Linked DNA regions of Macaca mulatta: region 1 is linked to region 2. A link is a contact called in public Hi-C data. All regions are on one chromosome and are shown on one strand. Each heading gives the region's core, a stretch centred on a gene start, on an enhancer-like site or on the middle of the called end of the contact. The rest is flanking DNA. Distances are from core to core; before and after follow the strand shown. Region 1 holds the start of SIN3B (SIN3 transcription regulator family member B). Region 2 holds the start of SLC35E1 (solute carrier family 35 member E1).

Region 1 (4,709 bases), core at 767-3,266, 250 kb before region 2:
TGATACTGCCACATAAAAACCTTCTCAACAGACAACAAAGGAACCTAAAATGTGACCCACCAGGCACAGTGGCTCCTGCCTGTAATCCCAGCACTTTGGGAGGCCAAGGCAGGCAGATCACCTGAGGTCAGGAGTTCGAGACCAGCCTGGCCAACACGGTGAAACACTGTCTCTACTAAAAATACAAAAATTAGCTTGGCGTGGTGGTGCGCGCCTGCAGTCCCAGCTACTCAGGAGGCAGAGGCACAAGAATCACTTGCACCCGGGAGGCAGAGGGTTGCAGTGAGCCAAGATCACACCACTGCACTCCAGCCTGGGAGACAGAGCGAGAATCCGTCTCCAAAAAAAAAAAAAAGTGCCCCATGTGATAGCATCTGTACACTATGATCTATCTCCTGACTGGCTAGGCCTGAGCTCCTTGTTTCCTCCTGGTGGGAATGAGAGAATACTGACATTGCTCAGCTCCCCCAAAACACTCCAAGAATGAGCACTCTCGGTTCTGAAGATGTCAGGAGAGCCAACCGCAAGGCCTGGACTCCAAGAAGTGGCAGGAGGCCAAAGTCATCCAAGCAATGTGAAAAATTCCCTCATTTCATATCAGATAGAGATGACTATGACACAGGTTTCCATCTGAGCAAACAATTGCAATGCATAAATACCAATGGTACCGCCAAGTATGGGAAACGTGTAATAGGAGGGGAGAGATGGAGTCTCCCTTCAGGTTGCATCGCAGCCCAGCCCTTAGCACTGGGCTCCTGGAAGGAAACCAGGCCAACCCCACCATGTTTCCTAAGAGGGGGCAGCAGTAAGGTAAGGATATGACCTCCATGAGTCTGACTCAGAGGGTCTGAGTTCTAGTGTCACCTCTGCCACTTAGGTGGGTCCCTTACCCACTCCAAGTCTCAGTGAGCCTCCTATAAAAACAAGGGCATGATCCCAGCGTTTCCCATCTATCTGTAATCCTCCTTGATTCTGGGCCTGCAAAATCAGCTCATGTGTTTTAAACGTTTTCTGTGTGCCAGCTCCCTTACTAAGCATTTTATGCGTCTTACTTCCAAGCAGGCCTGGGACCACAGTGAGCCCAGAGAAGCACCTTGAGGACAAGATTAAAGGGGAAGAGGGTGCCAATAATTTCAATCATCAAGACAAATAACATTTTACAGAGTTTGAAAATAAAAAATCAAAATGGGTCCCACGAAGTCTTTCATGAACAAAACTAATTTTAAAATCAACATATTAAATCGAGGCAGGATTTGACTCTATTTGAGTGTGCACGGCCTTGCCCTCCCTGCCTCCCCCCAGATCCCTGTCCCGCTTCCAGGAATCCCCACAAAGCTCCACAAGGTGGGTACTATCCATTTTCATTTTTGTTACGGGAAGGAGCTAAGACTCTGAGAGATTCGACAACCTGCGCAAGGTCACCCGGCCCAGGGGGGCAGCCTGGGGAGGGGAGGTCTCACCCCGCTAGGCCTGATTCCGGCCCAGGGGGGCCCCCCGAGGTGGAAAAGGGCCCCGCGGGTACCTCTGGCTTTTGAACTCCTTCATGATCTCCAGGAAGCCGTTGTAGGTGGCGGGGTCGCTGCCAAAGCGGATCTTCACCTGGTCCAGATAGGTGAGGGCGTCTTCTACCTGCAGAGAGGGGGAGGGTCCCGGTGGGCCCGGGTCGCGGGAGGAGGGGACGAGGGGACGGGGTCCCTGAGGGGAAGAGGATGGGCTGCGCCTTCGGAGGGCGGAGGTGAGCGGTGAGGGGTGAAGGGTCCGGGGCCGTGCAGAGGGGAGGCCGAGGCTGGGCCGGGGCCGGGCGGGGCCGGGGTCGGGCGGGGCCTGGGTGAGGGGCGCCCGCCCGCGGGGTCCAGAGGATGGGGTCCCCGAGTGAGGGCGGGGACGCCACTCACGTGCACTGGCAGCTTCTCGTGGCCCGCGGAGCCCGAGCGACCCCAGCGGGCGCCGCTCAGCCCCCGGCCCGCGGGGCCGCCGCCACCGCTGCCGCCGCCAGCGTGCGCCATGTCCGAAGTCGGAGCTGCGCCCCGCCCCGCCCCCGCCCGAGGGCCTGCCGCGCATGCGCAGCCTCCGCCTTTGGAGGCGGGGTTTGATGATGTTAGAGGGGCGGTGCTCTTTGAGGGACTAGTCGTGAAGATCTTCTCCTTATGCTTGGTATCATAATTAATGATTTATATAGCAGGGGTAGGCGAACCAAGACCCACCGGCTGCTTTGTCCGGCCCTGCAAGCTCAGAATTATTTTTACATGTTTACATAGCTGGGAGAAAAATCCAAAGGAGAAGAATAGTCTATGAACTGTGAAAAGTTTCTGAAATTCACATTTCAGTGTCCCTGAATAAAGTTTTATTGGCACACAGACACGCCCACGCGTTTACCTAGCATCTCTGCCTGCTTTTGCCTTGCAACAGAGTAGGTAGTTGCTAAAGATGCTACAGATCTGCAGAACCTGAAGTATTTACGATCTTGCCTTTTATGGAAAAAGTTTGTTGGCCCCTGCTTTATAGAGTTGATAGGACAATGAAGTATGAACACCCAGCGCCCTAATACAGGGCCTTGCGTGGTGAATTTTTGCTAAATGGCCTTTGAGTTACTCCTACTCCTCCCACCTTCACTTCCCTATCCTTGGCCTCATCACTTCCCATCTGGACCAGTTTAGGAGCCTCCTACCCCTGGTACTTTCTCAGCCCTGGTACTATCAAGAACTCTAGGCTGGGGTAGTGGCTCACGCCTGTAATCCCAGCACTTTGGGAGACAGAAGCGGGAGAATTGCTTGAGGTCAGGGGTTCAAGACCAACCTGGCAGCATAGCAAGACCTACGTCTCTACTAAAAAAAATTAAAATGAGGCTGGGCGCGGTGGCTCACGCCTGTAATCCCAGCACTTTGGGAGGCCAAAGCAGACGGATCACAAGGTCAGGAGTTCGAGACTAGCCTGGCCAATATGGTGAAACCCTATCTCTACTAAAACTACAAAAGTATTAGCCAGGCGTGGTGGCAGGCACCTGTAGTCCCACCTACTTGGGAGGCTGAGGCAGGAGAATCGCTTGAACCCAGAAGGTGGAGGTTGTCGTGAGCCAAGATCGTGCCGTTGCACTATAGCCTGGGCAACAGAGCAAGACTCTGTCTCAAAAAAATAAAAAAAAAAGAAAATGAAAAAATTGGCTGAGCGCTGTGGCTCACGCCTGTAATCCCAGCACTTTGGGATGCCAAGGCGGGTGGACCACCTGAGGTCGGGAGTTGGAGACTAGCCTGACCAACACAGAGAAATCCCATCTCTACTAAAAATACAAAATTAGCCAGGCTTGGTAGCACATGCCTGTAATCCCAGCTACTCGGGAGGCTGAGGCAGGAGAATTGCTTGAACCCAGGAGGTGGAGGTTACAGTGAGCCAAGATCGTGCCATCGCACTCCAGCCTGGGCAACAAGAGCAAAACTCTGTCTCTAAATAAATAAATAAATAAATAAAATGAAAAATGAAAAAATTAGCTGAGCGTGGTGGTGCACACGTGTAGCCCCAGCTACTCGGGAGGCTGAGGCAGGAGGATTGCTTATGCCCAAGAGTTCAAGGCTGCAGTGAGCCATGATCTTGCCACTGCACTCCAGCCTGGGAAGCATAACAGTGCCTTTTTTTTTTTTTTTTTTTTTTTAGCATCTTGTCTCTTAAAAAAAACAGAGAAACAAAAAACTCCACTCATTCCACCACTGCTTTCAAACCTCCAAGGTCTTCCTATTTCTAATGAGATGAAATCTAAGCACCTACATTGCAGGCTGTCAGAATTGGTCCTTAGGAACCTTTTCCTGCAGGATTTTCCACCAAAGCAAACTGCCTCTGTGCAGAACTTCACACCATTGCCTGACCAACTTGGCTGCTTCCTGGCCCCAAGCATTGGCACTCACCATTTCCTTTGCCAAAAGTCCTGTCATGCCTCTTTGTTATTCAGAAAGCACCTGTACATCCTTTTAAACACAGCCCAAATATCCCTTTCCCTCAGGAAGCTTTCCCAGTCCCCTTCTATGTCTCCCCTCAGTCCCTTGTATTTCATATTTGTTTTGTGTCCATCTCTAATAAATCCCTGACACAGCCTCTCAGTCAGCATTCATCACATAAATGAGCATTCAATTAATGACCAAATGCATTCTATTTTTACAAGTGAAGAGGTGCAGGAAAGTTGAGAGTAAATTGGCATTGGCTGCATCATTTATCAGACACCTTGCTAAGTGTCAGGAATAGAATGGTAAAAAGGAACGCAAATTTGGCTATTAAGAGCTTTCAGTATTTCAGGATAGGAATCTAGTAATCACACAAATGTAAAGTTTCACATGTAACAAATACTTTAAAGAGAAGGTATACATGTAACAGTTCCTAAATTTCTGTTGCTATGGCTGTGTAACAAATGAGCCCTTGACAATCCCAGCACTTTGGGAGGCCAAAGTGGGGGGATGTCTTGAGGCCAGGAGTTTGAGACCAGCCTGGGCAATATAGCAAGATCCCATCTCTACGAAAACATTAAAAAGAAAGAAAAATGGAAAGAAAAAATAAAAACATTGTAAGGTCTGGTCTTTCTGTAAAAGAGAAGAAAAAAAAAAAAAAAGGCAGTTCAAGACTTAGTGTAGCAGGACGAGCCGCAGACAAAAGTTCTCAGACACCGGTTGTAGAAGGAAGGGCTTTATTCAGCTGGGAGCATTGGCAAGCTACTGCCTTAAAATCCA
Region 2 (4,546 bases), core at 1,184-3,683:
TTGCTGACTCCAAAAAAAATAGTTCTCCCTTGACTATAAAGTGATCATCTTTTAAGTTCCCCCTCTTCCCTGAAACTGTAGGCTAAGACTTTGGTTTTCTAGTTTTTCACTTTGGAATAGGTCATCTTATCCGTATCTGCTTAATTTCACAAATGAAGAAACAGCTACACCTTAAGACATGCAATCTCACAGAGCAAACCAAGGGTTCCTTCCAGCCTGTAAGACTACAGTCAGTCCAGAGCCAGTTTCAGAGCTAGCAGGGATTCCTGGCAAAAGCTTGGTGCAGAATACACTCCCCTCCCCAACAAAAGGCCATGGGCGAAGTGGCTTTGAGGGCAGGATGAGGTTGAACCCAGGCCTGCCACCCACCAGCTGTGTGGCTCTGAGCTCATCTCTTCACTCCTGTGCACATGTCCCCATTTGGGGGGTGAAAATACCTACCCCAGAGTTTTGAAAACTAAAACACACAGCATGTCAGTGGAAGTATCTGACACTCAGCTGTGCTGTAGGGTGCCTATAGTTACATTTTCCCAAGTTCACTGTGCCTATGTTTAACAGCTCTGCTGATATGTGGTGTCTCAAGGATGTGACTTTACTCTGATACACACAGGGCACAGCTGGAGGATATTAGGGTGCAGAGCTTGGCCTCCTATCAGCATCTCTAGAACTTTGGGACAGGCTGCAGCTCCCCCCTACCCCTGCCTGCAGGGACTACCATGCCTGTGTCCATGTATCCAGGAGGACCTAGGGCACTAATGTTACCTGCCTTTGAGAATGCAAGGATAAGCAAAGATACCTTCCAACATTTGGGGGGCCAAGTTGGGTTGCTGCTTTCTACTCTTCTTTGGGACTGGGTCTTGCTCTGTCACCCAGGCTGGAGTGCAGTGGCGCCATCATAGCTCACTGCAGCCTTGACCTGGGCTCAAGCCGATCCTCCTACCTCAGCCTCCCTAGTAGTGGGGACCACAGGCGTGCGCCACCACACCTGGCTAATTTTTGTATTTTTTGCAAAGACGAGGTTTTGCCATGTTGCCCAGGCTGATTTCCAACTCCGGAGCTCAAACAATCCGCCCGCCTTGGCCTCCCAAAGTCCTGGGATTACAAGCTTGAGTCACCGCACCCAGCCGGTTGCTGCTTCTAATTTAACAAGTAGAAACACTGTAACGGGGGCCGGGCGCGGTGGCTCAAGCCTGTAATCCCAGCACTTTGGGAGGCCGAGACGGGCGGATCACGAGGTCAGGAGATCGAGACCATCGGCTAAACCGGTGAAACCCCGTCTCTACGAAAAAAATACAAAAAACTAGCCGGGCGAGGTGGCGGACGCCTGTAGTCCCAGCTACTCGGGAGGCTGAGGCAGGAGAAGGGCGTAAACCCGGGAGGCGGAGCTTGCAGTGAGCTGAGATCTGGCCACTGCACTCCAGCCTGGGCGACAGAGCGAGACTCCGTCTCAAAAAAAAAGAAAAGAAACACTGTAACGGAATTTTAACACCCTTTCCTCGAAAAAATTGGAGGTACACGATTTGAGGAACAGATTATAGTCCTTGAATTAGTATAAGATCATCTTACTGAAAACTTCGTCTTGTTTTCCTTCACTGGGGCCTGGGGCTGGTTCATCCCGGCTGGTGCTTGGACATCAGCCGTCAGGGCCCGGTACCTCCCCCTTCTGCCGAGCCTTGGAGACAGGTGTCTAAGGACGCTGCCACGGCCACGGTCCCCAGAGTGGCCAGGAAGCCTAAGACAAGTCGCTTCCCCATTCTGGACTTCGGTCTGTGAAATGGGAATGGTGATACCTACCGCACGACGTTCCTAGGATTCAGTGCGATGATACGAGGGCCAGGCCCGAGAACTGCGCACGTCGCGGCGGTTTCCAGAACATGATTCCAGGGACCGAGTGCTCCGGGATAGTCCCACTGCCAGAGTTTGGCCACGCGCGTGCGCCCCAGTTTGCGGAGGAAGTTTAGCTCAAGAGCTTTTCACAACTGGTTTCTTTCCCCAAAAGGTCTTTTACCTTCGGTGTCAGCCGCCGCCAGCCAACAGGAATCTAGTTAGGGGGTGCCCATGTACCCCTGGTAGAGGCCCTGATATTTAGCCCACGCACAGACGCCGACGCTGCAAAGCCCTCCACGCTCCTGCTCGCCTGTTCCGCTCGAGTTCTGGCTCCCGGTCACTGGGACCGCCCACGTCTCAGGTGGTACAGCTTGGATGCAGGTCTCCGTCCCCTTCTTCCGCTTCCGGCCTCGGCTCCGCCCTCGCCGGAAGCGCATCTACAGCGGACTGGGCCTGCACTCGAGACGTGGTGGCTGGCGCGTCGGCCGGCGCGGTGGGATGACGCACAGAGGCAACGACCAATGGGAAACGGCTTAGGCCGGAGGGCCCGCCCCCGCCCAGCCCCGCCCCCGCCCGGCGTCGGGCCGTCGGACGGGCGGGAAGGGGCGGCCGCTGGGGCAGGATGGCGGCGGCTGCGGTGGGCGCGGGCCCTGGTGCTGGGGGCCCGGGCGCAGCAAGCAGCAGTAGCGGGGCGCGCGAGGGCGCGCGGGTGGCGGCGCTGTGCCTGTTGTGGTACGCGCTGAGCGCGGGCGGCAACGTGGTCAACAAAGTGATCCTGAGCGCCTTCCCGTTCCCGGTGACCGTGTCGCTGTGCCACATCCTAGCTCTGTGCGCTGGGCTCCCGCCACTGCTGCGCGCCTGGCGCGTGCCCCCCGCGCCGCCCGTCTCGGGCCCCGGACCCAGTCCGCATCCGTCGTCCGGCCCGCTGCTGCCGCCGCGCTTCTACCCGCGCTACGTGCTGCCGCTCGCCTTTGGCAAGTACTTCGCGTCCGTGTCAGCGCACGTCAGCATCTGGAAGGTGCCGGTGTCTTATGCACACACCGGTAGGTTCCGCGCCCGGCCTAGGGGGCGGCGGCCGGGGCGCGCAGCTTGGGTCTTGGGCGCATGGAAAGGAGTGCGCCGCCCGGGGCGCGTCCCGCCGGACTGAGAAGTCAGCAGAGGGGCTACCAAGGCTTTTGGTAGGGGAGGGACACGCACAGGATTCTTAGGGAGAAAAGGGGCTGAGAAGAGAGCTGGGAGGTAAGCAAGACAGACCACAACTGCCGTGGTGGGAGGAAGCCCTACCGACAGAGAAGGGGTGAAGAGGTCTGAGGGGCTGCCAAGCCCTCCCATCCAGCCGTGGAGGTGGAACAGGTTGGGCCCTGGAACACAGGCAGCCCCCTGAGTGCCCTTCCCTCTCTTTGCAGTCAAGGCCACCATGCCCATCTGGGTGGTCCTCCTGTCCCGGATCATTATGAAGGAGAAGCAGAGCACCAAGGTAACCCCGGGCAGGGACTCTGGGCAGGTGGGACCTCCAGGGGGTTCCTCCCTGTTGCCAACTGGTGACGTGGTCAGGATCCTGGTCTGCAGGCTGCCTGGCTTCCTGTCAAATAGGGAAGTCAGTGTAGAGGCCTCCAGTGGCCTTTTACTACTCAAGTTCTAGAATCACGCTGTGAGCAATGGTGTGTGGAGTATGTGTACCTCTGTGATCTCTGCTGTGTGGTCTTAGGAACACTGTTGTCCCTTTCAGATACAATTTTCCTCCCATACCCTACCTGGGTTTGCTGGTAGGTAATGGGTTGGTCACATTTTGGCCGTACACCCCATGTGTGGCCTTTCCAGTGGGACTAGGGACGGATCAGAACGCTGTGGGATAGGTTTACACTTTTTTTGAAACGGAGTTTTACTCTGTTGCCCATCCTGGAGTGTAGTGACACAATCTCAGCTCACTGCAACCTCTGCCTCCTAGGTTCAAGCAATTATCCTGCCTCAGCCACCCGAGTAGCTGGGACTACAGACATGCAACACCACACCTGGCTAATTTTTTTTTTTTTGTATTTTTAATAGAGACAGGGTTTCACTATGTTGCCAGGCTGGTCTCAAACTCCTGACCTCAAGTGATCAGTCTGCCTCAGCCTCCCAAAGTGCTGGGATTACAGGCGTGAGCCACTGCACTTGGCTAGATTTTCACTTCTTTACAAGAGAGAGCTGTCAGGGGACCTCTGGGATCCGAAGCCAGATACGATCAAAGGAGTTTGATCTTGGCAAAATCCAGCAAAGTCTTAGAAATTAAAACAGCCAGAAGTTGTGATGGTCTGGGAACAGAAGCGAAAGCAGCACACAGGACTCAGGGCTGCATAAGGAGGATGCTTTGGGCGCAGTCCAAATTCGGTTCAAGATGCCAAACCAGGGTATTTCCTGGCTTGGGGCAAGAATAGCCATGGCTTTAGCCAGAGACAGCTTTGTCCGGTATCCTTAAGTGGAAGTTGGGTGCCTGTCGTCCCAGCTGGAATCCATTTCATGCTGGACACCGTGCCTCTTTTCCAAGTGGTTGGTTTTTGGCATCTTGTGTTTTATGTAACTCAGAAAGGCAGTGCCCTGGATCGGCTTATAGAAATTGGGCCACCTATGGCTGATTTTTTTTTTTTTTTTTAATTCCCGCCTGTCTTTGTCCCAGCAAGACCTGTGTGTGCTCTGCAGTCTCGCTCCCCCAGGGTGATGTCAGACTGTGACTTGGCTC

What was found. Hi-C and Micro-C count contacts between places; a contact is called where the count stands out from the background.
Region 1: a Hi-C map of fetal cortical plate shows a contact between it and region 2, with 2.1 times the contacts expected there. The contact joins the promoter of SIN3B here to the promoter of SLC35E1 in region 2. A contact is called at or near these places in 2 of 14 Hi-C or Micro-C datasets (fetal cortex germinal zone and fetal cortical plate).

Annotation. Positions count from the first base shown.
Region 1 is chr19:17,318,220-17,322,928 of T2T-MMU8v2.0, reverse strand. SIN3B (SIN3 transcription regulator family member B) reads right to left here and starts at 2,016. Exons shown (of 19, transcript XR_013409197.1): 1 at 1,896-2,016; 2 at 1,523-1,629.
Region 2 is chr19:17,066,877-17,071,422 of T2T-MMU8v2.0, reverse strand. It overlaps SLC35E1 (solute carrier family 35 member E1), which reads left to right and starts at 2,433. Exons shown (of 6, transcript NM_001266345.1): 1 at 2,433-2,870; 2 at 3,234-3,304. The coding sequence starts at 2,450. It overlaps LOC144336827 (a long non-coding RNA gene), which reads right to left and starts at 2,162. Exons shown (of 2, transcript XR_013409180.1): 1 at 1,442-2,162; 2 at 1-862.